Linked DNA regions of Canis lupus: region 1 is linked to region 2. The links are chromatin contacts, called in public Hi-C maps. All regions are on one chromosome and are shown on one strand. Each heading gives the region's core, a stretch centred on a gene start, on an enhancer-like site or on the middle of the called end of the contact. The rest is flanking DNA. Distances are from core to core; before and after follow the strand shown.

Region 1 (5,524 bases), core at 1,247-3,746, 230 kb before region 2:
ACCCCTAGTTCGTTTCCCAGAGTTAGGAGTCTTTATGTTTTGTCTCCCTTTCTGATATTTCCCACACATTTCTTCTCCCTTCCCTTATATTCCCTTTCACTATTATTTGTATTCCCCAAATAAATGAGACCATATAATGTTTGTCCTTCTCTGATTGACTTATTTCACTCAGCATAATAGATTTTTTGAGTAGGTTTTATCACATACACAGTAAAATGTACATGAGCATTAAGGTTAGAGGTAAGCACAGTGATTCTGTTACTGATAAGTCAGACCAGGGGTCTGCAAACTTCAGCCCACAAATCAAAACAGGCTCACAGGGGTTTATGTATGGCCTACGAGCTAACAGTGGTGGTTTTTTTTTTTTTTTTTTTTTTTTTTTACATTTTTAAATGATTGGGAAAAAAAACCAAAAGAATATATTTTGTGACACATGAAAATTATAAGAAATTTAAATGTTAGAATCCATAAGTAAAGTTTTATTGGAACATGTTTATGCCCATCCACTTACATATTATCTATGGCTGCTTTTGCACACCTCAGTGGCAGAGCTGAATAGCCACAGAAAGACCAAATGGTCCATAAAGCCGAAAATATTTACTCTCTGGTCCTTACAGAAAGAAGTTGGCCAGCCCCCGCCCTCAGAACACTAGCGTCAGTTCCTGGGATAATATTTTTATATCGACTCACCTTGGTGGAAATAGAGTATTTTTAAGCTGAAAAAACATAACTTCCTTAAATAACTTCCAACATTTGTCTTGGATGACCTCTGAAGGGTTTTTTTTTTTTCCTGAGTCAGCTGGGAGGTGGTAAAGGAAGGGCTGGGAAAAGCTGAGAAAGCTTTTCAAGAAAGTCTTGAAGTCAGATTTTGAGAAGTCAAGAAGCTATACAAGGAGTTGACTTGATAGGACAGGAATGTGTTCAAGGGCAAGCCATCCTTGTCCCCTTCACCTTATCATTATCGTTGTTTGTGTGTTGATACTGGAGTTACCCAGTAGTTAGGGAGTCATCACCATCATCATATTAGTAATCATGCTGCCTATACTATACTTACTGAGCAAGCTCCCTTCCCGTTGGAGCTCATTGTCCTTCATGTGTGTTTATTTCTTCCCATAACATTCCTGGGGGGTGTTTCCATTGGATAAGATTTCTTGTGATCAGTTCACTTCCCTTTGGGCACATGAAAGAAAAACAGACAAACCCTTATCAATATGGGAGAACCTTTCAGCAAAGTCCACGTGGTTGTTCACAGATATTTTTTCTTCTGCAGTTTTTTTTAAACTAAGGAACAGAGTTGAATGACTGGGTCTAGTTGCTGCACTTCAACTTATCCCAAAATGGAACTTTGCTTGTCTGACTCTTTTTTGATCAGCCACTCTGCTATCTTTTGTAAGACAGGTTCCAGGATCCCCGGTTATCTCAAAGGTTTGCTGAGAGCACCACAGGCTTCTACTATGGGGTAAAAAGTTCATCTTAACAGGAGTGTGTGTGTGTGTGTGTGTGTGTCCGAAAAGGAGCTCTAGAGAACCCAGGAGAGAAAATGCATACATGTTTAGAAAACTGGTTACTCTACAAAAATGGGATCTAGGAATCCTGGGAGAGACCCGAGGCCCTGGGGAAGGAAGCAGCCACTGGGGAGGAAAACTTTTTCCTGTAGTCTTCAAGATTCTTCTGGTTGATCTAAGAATTAATTTGATATGAGACAGATTAACAAGAGAAAATCAGATTTAATTACAAACATATTGGGAGTCCACATAAACCTGAGAGATTATGAAGACAATCAGGCAAAATGGGGTACATATGTCATTTTGGACTAAAGGGAAGGGCGTAGGGAAGGCTGGAGCTTCAAAGGGGAAGGAAGGCAATTCACGGAAAGAATGGAAAGGGTAAATGTTTGGTAAACTAATGTTTTCTGGGCCACCCAGAAACAACGAGACCTAGAGAGGACTCTGATCAAACAGACCTTGCTTGGTTTCTCTCTGTCTACCGTACCTAGTTCATTTATACGGAAGTTATCTATTGCGATAGTTCCCTTCCTAGAACTGGTTCTCTATCTAAATTCTTTTAGGAGGTTGGGGAGGAGGCAAAAAACAAAACAAAAACAAACCAACTTTGTGAGTCTCCTGTTTTTTTAAAAATAACAAGTCTAAAATAATCCACACATCAAAGAGACACATTTTAGGGTGGCAAATTTTTTCTGATACTCAGCTTACTCCAAGTTCTGGAAGGAAACAAAAGCCGCAGCTGGATTCTGAGTCTGTCTCATTTACCGACAGGCACTCCCTTCAGATAGTAAGTTGAAAGCCTCCAACTGCTGAGAAAGGAAATGGCCCTGATTGGGCCACTGTACCTTAGAGAGGGTGGAAAACTTTGTTCCAGGGGGAAGAATGTACTCGGTGACATTCACTGAATTCTGACAGCGCAGAAACTGTGTAGCTCTGAGTAAATTTTGCTTAGAAATATTACAGAGGGACCGAAGCACGAGGATGTACAAAAGCAAACTTTCCAGAAAAGCAAAACCACAACAGTGGGCAGAGTGCTCACTTCTCCTTTCTTTGTGTGTTGGTAACCACTCGTGAGATTTCTGTTGAAGCTGGTGATGCCCTTCTCCCCGTATCCAAGAAACACACATCTCTGGGTGTTAGTAACGAAGTGGGAGGTTTCGGTTTTCTTAGAAAACATTTGTGGTGGGGGCGCCTGGGTGGCTCAGTCGGTTAAGAGTCTGCCTTTGGTTCAGGTCATGATCTCCGGGTCCTGGGATCGAGCCCAGCATTGGGCTTCCTCCTCCGTGGGGAGTCTGCTTCTCCCTCTTCTCTGTGTTCATGCTCTCTCTCACTCTCTCTCTCAAATAAATTAACAAAATATTAAAAAAAATTTTTTTTTTAATTTTTTAAAAAAGAAAACATTTGTGGTGACCTGGTGGGGGGACGTGAGGCCCAGACACCTCTGCCCTTTGGAGTGGGGTCCCTCAGGATGCTTAGGTGGTGGTGTACGGCAGATGCGTGGAATGGAGAGCCCCAGCTCCCAGCTGTGGAGACAGGGCATGACACTGTAATCACTTGACAAGGTCTAAAAAAAAAGGGCTAATACTTCTCCTTTCAATAAATATTTAATAGTGTGAGATGATAACATTAGAGGAATACAATTTGAAACTCTAAATCCACCACCCAAATGTGACTATTTCAGTTTTTTGAATTTTAACTTACACATGTTTTAGAACGCTCTCAGGAATGGCACGCACAGACTTTTTGGGGTCAACCTCAGATTACGTGAAATGCATGGCTCTTTCTGTAACCAGGGACACAAAAGCCATGCTCTTTCTTACCCCCAGAATTTGCCTGCTGTGTACTTCTAGGGACAAGCTCAGGACAGAAGATCCTACTGGACTCCCGTGTCTGTACACAGTGCCAATGCAGATGACAATGGAGCCAGGGTCACAGTCCCAAAGCAGATCCGGGTTCTTTTATTTGATGTGTTAACCGAGGTCACGAAGCTGCCCACCCCTCTCCTCACTCTTTATCCTGCTTTCTGTTACCACTGTCAGTGATGAAGAGCTTCTTCTGAAGGATCATCTAAATTATCTCCTGATGGCTTTGCCCTCTGAACCACCTTCCATCCCCGTGTCCTCATCTCCTCCAGACACACTCTCAGGCCAAACAGAATGAGTCAGAAGTGGAGGTGCCACTAGGAAGATGGGGATGCCTGCATGAGTGTGGAATTGTGTGCACAAGCAGGAGTGTGAGTGTGTATGTGAGCACGAGTGTGAGTATGAGGGTGTGTGTGTGAGCCTGTGCATATATGAGCATGTGTGTGAGCATGTGTGTCTGAATCTGTGTATAGGAGTGTGTATATGTGTGCAAGTGGGAGTATGTGTATGAGCCTGTGTATATATAAGTGTATGTGTATGAGTGTGAGCACATGTGAGTATGTGTATGAGCTTGTGTGTATAAAGTTGTGTGTGCATGTGTGGTGTGGTTGTGGCAGGCATGCCCTGTAAACCCATTCATGAAGGCAACTCCCAGCACGGGCTCGGGGCTTCTCTGGGTAGGAGCCCTGCTGTGGACGTTCATTCACGTGGGTGAACAAAGTTTGCTGGCAGATTTTTCTACACTGTGTCATGTTGCCTCACGAGGCACATCTTTTTTTAAAACTTTTATTTATTTATTCATGAGAGAGATAGAGATAGAGATGGAGATGGAGAGAGAGAGAGAGAGAGAGAAGCAGACTCCATGCAGGGAGCCTGACGTGGGACTCGATCCTGGGTCTCCAGGATCACATCCTGGGCTGAAGGCGGCGCTAAACCGCTGGGCCCCCCGGGCTGCCCCATCTAACTCTTGGTTTTGGATCAGGTCATGATCTCAGGGCCGTGGGATGGAGCCCAGCATGGGGCTCTGTACTCACTGGGGAGCCTGCTTCTCCCTCTCCCTCTGGTCCTCCCCCCACTCACGTGTGTGCGCTCTCTGTCTCTCAAATAAATAAATAAAATATTTTTAAAAAGGGGGAAAGTCTTGCATTCTGGCAGAGAGAGAATCCTTGACTGGGGGAAGTGGAGGGACCGCAGGTCAGCCTGAGCTGATGTGCTGGTGGCGGCGGGGGCAGATGTGCCCTGCAGTGATGGGGCTGTTTGTGCAACTGCAGAGGGACGTGCAGAGACCAAGACACATTCATTCATTCATACTTTTGTTTAGGAAACTAGTGGAGAAGATTAAAAAAAATAACTATCAAAAACATTTTGGATGACTAATTCGCCTTTGCTGTGTTCCACCCCCGCCCCCAGAGCTGTATTGCAGGGTGAGTGAGTGGGCGCTCCACCCGGCCGGCCCACCCCAGCTCCTTCTCGGGTGTCTTCACCACTGCAGCCTCCTACCCGCTCAAGCTTCAGATGTTGGGGTTCCTCAGGGCTCAGTGCAGAAAGTGCCTCTCTCTGCAGCCCCTTCTCCTTCAGAAAGTTCATGATCTCTGGGCTCCATCCGGGCCACAGCTGCTGCTTCCTGTGTTAGCCCTGCACCCGCGTGTGTGGCTTCCAGCTCACGTGGGCAGCTTGCAGGGCCTCCAGGCCGCACACACCGTCTTCCCCTCCACGACTCCCTGCGGTGGCTCATTTTATGTGTCGCCCCGACAGGGCCACGGGGTGCTTGGGTATTTGCTAAAACACTCTCGGGATGTGTCTGTGAACGTGTCTCTGGATGAGGCGAGCACTTGAATAGATTTCGTCATGTGCGAGGGCCGTGTCTAATCCGTTGAGGGTCCGAATAGAACCAAGTGTGGAGGGAGGGAGGAAAGGGTGTCTCTGTCTGATTCCGAGTTGGGCCGTCAATGGTTCTCCTGCCTTCAGACTCAGGCTCAGGCTCAGGCTCAGACTCAGGCTGGACTGGAGCTCAGCTTGCTCGCTGCTGGCCCAGGGACTTCTCAGCCGGCGTGACTGCAAGAGCCAGTTCCTTATAACAAATATCTGTGCCTCTCCTCTCGGGTTGGTTGCTCTGCAGAAAATCTGAGCCCGAGGGGCCAGGGAATTCCTGGAACA
Region 2 (5,040 bases), core at 396-2,895:
CCATCAGGAACATTTATTTATATTATTTAAATTATTTGTCAACTCTCTGTGCCCCTCCCATAATTATCTTATTTCCCGATTTTTAGATACTTACCCTGTTTCTAAAGACATCAAAACACTTAAAAAAAACCAAACTTAGTTCTACCCTCATTCTATGGAGCTGCCTCTAAACCAGAGAGCCCTTTCCCCCTCTCTGCTAATAAAATCACATGCATTTCTGAAACCCTACAGCGTATGATGTGTTAGATGCAGGACTGTTAAAACACAATGGTAACGACGCCTTTTTATCAGGGTGTTGGGAAAGAGTGATGAGGGCTGAGGAATAATAGCAAGGTAAATGTATGGAGCACTTTTCACGTTCTCAGGGCAGAACCAACCAACCTCCCGCACGTTGCACGCGTTAACTCACACGGCGCAGCCACCTGAAGAGGTGCTTCTCTTTTCATGCCTATTGAACAGATCAGAAAACTGAGACACTGAAGTGGTAATGACTTGCCCATGGTCACTAGTCTAGCAATTTGCAGAGAGGGGGTTTGAACCCAGGAAATTACTTCCTGATTGCTTCACCTACCCAGTCTTCTTATGCAGGCCCTTCATTCTGGGTGTTTGATCGGGAATGCTCTCCTGCTGCTCTCCTTTCTTTGCTCTTTATTGGGAAGACAATGGAAAGGTCAAGTAAATGGTGGTCAGTGGATAGTTTTTCGGAATACAGAGCTTGGATGGGCTTTCCCATAATGAACCAGTTAGGCATTTGGTTTTCTGCTCTCTCATTTAGAGTCGGAGCAAAGTATCAGTGGGTTGCTTCCCATCCTATTTTAAAGTGGGTTAAGGTATAACTTTGGAGAGCAGGACTATATTTTTTTTCAAATAAGCACTGCTTTTTTTACAGAACAAAGGTCTACCTTGCCAAAGCGCACATCTGTTGGGAAGGATGCATGCAGCTGGAAAAAAGAGAAGAACACTCACTGTCTTTTCTGCGTAGGTGTTTTCCAATCAGCCATCCAGGACACAGCTGAGCCACTACTTCCCTTTCCCCCTATTTTGTCCAAATTGAGCGAATAATAGATAAGGATCCGACATCTCCATACACACTCTCGGGGCCATAATAGAGCTGAGTGAGGGGAGAGAAGCCACGTGCATATATAGTCAAGGGGAAAGAAAGGAGCACCGTGTGCCATCCTATAGGTCGTGGGTGCTCCCAAAGCAGAGAGCCTGTTATGAAGTTCACAGGGAACTGTCCACGAACTGGTACAAAATAAAACAGAAAAATAGGCAATGGTGTGCCAGATGATCAGGCTCTTTCTTCCACTTCAGTCTGTCTTCAACTTGACCTGAGCGTGACTGGAAGAGGGGTGTGCTATTCTGCTGCATTTGGTACGCGGCTCAGCCTTGCACCAACATGACTGCCCTGGCAGATGCTGGCTTTTGCTCATTCTTTTCTTTGAGCACCATTGTGAGCCACAGTCCTTGTCATTCCCCAAACCAAATGAGGTTTTTTTTATAACGGTGACTCCTATGAGAAGTTATTTAGAAATTGGAAATGAACCCAAAGGTGTACCTCTCTAGAGAGTTTAATTCTTACAAAGGGCAGGGATCCAGAATACATCTTGTCTTATTGAAAAGAGGAAGCACTTGCCTTTAATTTCGGGTTCACAGAACACTTCCTTTTAGAAGTCTGTTTTTGAAAAATATGCAGACTTAAGCAAAATGTACGTAGCCTGGCTTTCAGAAGAACTTCCTTCCTGAAATTGAACTTTTGCCTACATGGTCTTATTTTATTTTACTTTATTTTATTTTATTTTATTTTATCTTATCTTATATCTCATTTTATTTATTTATTTTATCTTATATCTTATTTTATTTATTTATTTAATCTTATCTTTTATTTTAATTATTTTATTTTATTTTATATTTTATTTTATTATTTTATTTTATATTTTATCTTATTTTATCTTATCTATCTTATTTTATTTTATTTTATTTTATTTATTTTTTTCGGGTTTATTTAAATAGAGATGATAATTACCTGTATTTAAACAGTGATTGGAAGGACCAGATGATCTTTCACTACAAAAAGCCAACTCAGTGAAATAAGTCAATCGGAGAAGGACAAACATTATATGGTCTCATTCATTTGGGGAATATAAATAATAGTGAAAGGGAATAGAGGGGAAGGAAGAAGAAATGGGTAGGAAATATCAGAAAGGGAGACAGAACATGGAAGACTCCTAACTCTGGGAAACGAACTAGGGGTGGTGGAAGGGGAGGAGGGCGGGGGGTGGGGGTGACTGGGTGGCGGGCACTGAGGGGGGCACTTGATGAGATGAGCACTGGATGTTATTCTGTATGTTGGCAAATTGAACACCAATAAAAATTAAATTTATTATTTTTTAAAAAAGGATGTATGAGGAGGCTGAGTGTATTCAATAAAACATTTTGGTCCCTTGGGGGGAAAAAAAAAAAAAGAAAAGAAAAGCCAACCGTAATTTTGTGCAGTAATAGGACACCAGGAAAAACCGTTCACCTTGGATTCGTTTGCATATGGAAGGAGAACTAGTGGGACTCGAAAAGGCTGCTTTTCAATCTTCAAAAAATCGATTTTTAAATCTGAAAGGACCTGCGGGGTTCAGGCTGAAAGGTTGAATCTAAATGAGGCTGGGGTTCGGGTTTTCGGGGAGCGGGCCTCAGCCTGCACTGGGCCGGACCCTGGCCCGCCCCCCCCCCCCCCCCGGGCCCCCGGGCACCTGCCTCCCCTCCCGCCCAGCCGGCGCTGCACCTGCCGCGGGTCTCTATCCCGGGCGCCCGCGCATCCCGAGGCCGGGCGGCTCCCGGCGGCGCCCCCCGCCTGTCGGCCGCTTCTGTGTGCCGGGCCCAGTCTCCTCCGCGGCGCAGACTCACCTGGCGGCTTCCAGAAGCTTCGTCCCCAGCACGGTGTTCCGGAACCTGTGTCAAGTCCCCTCTCCGAGCCACCTGCTTGGAGATGCGGCGTGCGGGACCCGGGAGCGGCACCACTTGCCTCGAGCGCCACCGCCTGGCCAACACGGGAACGACCTCGGCCGGTCGGGGAGCGGCGTCTGGAAACCGGCCAGGTGCAACGTCGAGTTTCTGCACAATCCCCACCCTTACCCGTTTTCTGTAAAGTGGCTGCGATGGATGGTCTCGCTTACTGATGCAGGCATTTTTCTTGTGAATAAATAGACACGTTCCTCTCGCAATAACTTGGATCTAGGGAAATTGAGAGGGGGAACCATCCTGTACCCGCAACCAAAAAATAAATCCTATACATTGCATTCTTTATAAATGCGTTGGATATGATACGCTTTGGTGATATAAAAACACAAGAGCAGGACTGTGAGGGAAACACTCTTTCCTTGCTTTTTTTTCTTTTTCTTTTTTTTTCAGCATTCTGTCTATGGCAGGATCCGTTTAAAGTTGAAAGAGCTCACCCCTGCATGAAATCTTGGCATCCTGGCCCCTCCATGGCTCAGGTACAGTTTAGATTCTATGGGCTGGAGTCAGAATAGACGGGATTGGAAGGTTCCTTTTTTTTTTCTTTTTTAAAGATTTTGTTTATTTATTTACGAGAGACAGAGGGAGAGGCAGAGACACAGGCAGAGGGAGAAGCAGTTTCCCTGCAGGGAGCCTGATGTGGGACTGGGATCCCCGGGATCACACCCTGAGCCAAAGGCAGACGTCAACCGCTGAGCCACCCAGTTGTCCCATGGAAGGTTCTTAAAAGCATGTGTTCACCCCAGTGCAGGTGTGTGTGTGTGTGTGTGTGTGTGTGTGTGTGTACAGATGTACCTGCTATGTGAGCTGACCCCCTGGGGTGTTCAAAGAAAAAATTAAGAGTTCTGTTCATACTTATTTTAAATCTCAAGCTTCAACATTTTTATTTTGCACATACAGTTATGAGAACAGTTGTATATCATTTACAAGTGAGTATTTTGAAAAGTATTGAGAGTGTGGGTTAAGAAATATTTTACTGATAGAAGTTCATGACCAAACCCCACAGGTCTGAAACTGCATTAAAGTTAAGGATATTCTCAATACTGTCCTAACTGGCACTTGGAGGTGACATAACAGACCTGCAGGCAACTGGAATGAGGCCTGGCTGGTGGGTAATTAGCCAGCCTCTTCCTCTGGGTGGGGAGACCAGCAGGGGGTTTAGACTCAGAAAGGGGGTCTCAGGGCTGCCTCTGTCAGTCTCATTATATAAAACCAGAGTAAACCACTTCACATCCGGGGGAGGTTTTCTTTTGCTGGAGAAATGGGTAAAGAGGATCAACCAGGTGTTGGACACCAGGTGGGGTGGGTGTATTGAGGATAACATGTGAACAGGACATTGGGCTCATCTAGGGTGTTTGCAATGGAGATCAACTTTCATTTGAACTGAAAAATTATATAAAATTTAAAAACACAAGATTAAAAATTAATTTTATACACATGATTAAAAATAAAAGATCTAATATACCTAAGAAAAGATGAATTCTAGAGACCTCTCCAGGCTCTTCAAGACCATGTGTTTGCTTATGGAATTTTGGTGCTCTTTTAAAATTTTATTTATTTATTTATTTTATCTTTTAATTTTTTTTCACAAGACAAAACAATTGGTGCCCTTATTGAGATTAAAATCAAATTAAAAAAGAATGAATCTTACATTATAAAATCTGTATTATAAATCAAATTAAGGGCTGCCTAGGTGGCTCGGCAGCTGAGTGTCTCTGCCTTTGACCCAGGGCGTGATTCCAGAGTTCTGGGATCGAGTCCTACGTCAGGATCCCTGCAAGGAGCCTGCTTGTGTCTCTACCTTCTCTCTGTGTCTCTCATGAATGAATGAATAAAATCCTAAAAAAGTTAAATTAAATTAAAAAAGGATGGAACCTTACATTATAAAATCTGTATTATATCTATCTTTTTTCAAAGTGGATGGAGAAAATACAATTAATGAATCATGGGCTAAGTTGCTATTTTTTTAATGGTCGTTTTTGATAAGTCTTTGGAAAATGAAACCAGAAACTCCAAGTTCTAAAAGGACAA

Evidence for each region. A called contact is a pair of places that touch in the nucleus more often than the background predicts.
Region 1: a Hi-C map of blood shows a contact between it and region 2, with 8 times the contacts expected there. The contact joins two enhancer-like sites. A contact is called at or near these places in 2 of 9 Hi-C or Micro-C datasets (both in blood).

The regions. Positions count from the first base shown.
Region 1 is chr31:33,680,168-33,685,691 of UU_Cfam_GSD_1.0, reverse strand. LOC119867068 (a long non-coding RNA gene) reads right to left here. Exons shown (of 3, transcript XR_005382403.1): 1 at 4,868-5,524; 2 at 1,055-1,170. Among named protein-coding and RNA genes, the nearest start is that of PSMG1, 150 kb to the left of the region's middle. Within about 2 kb of position 2,496, at least 2 of the 20 cell types and tissues checked have an H3K27ac peak or open chromatin away from gene starts, as enhancers often do. A contact at or near this core is called in blood, where this site is marked.
Region 2 is chr31:33,451,061-33,456,100 of UU_Cfam_GSD_1.0, reverse strand. No RefSeq gene overlaps it. Among named protein-coding and RNA genes, the nearest start is that of ETS2, 67 kb to the left of the region's middle. Within about 2 kb of position 1,645, at least 9 of the 20 cell types and tissues checked have an H3K27ac peak or open chromatin away from gene starts, as enhancers often do. A contact at or near this core is called in blood, where this site is marked.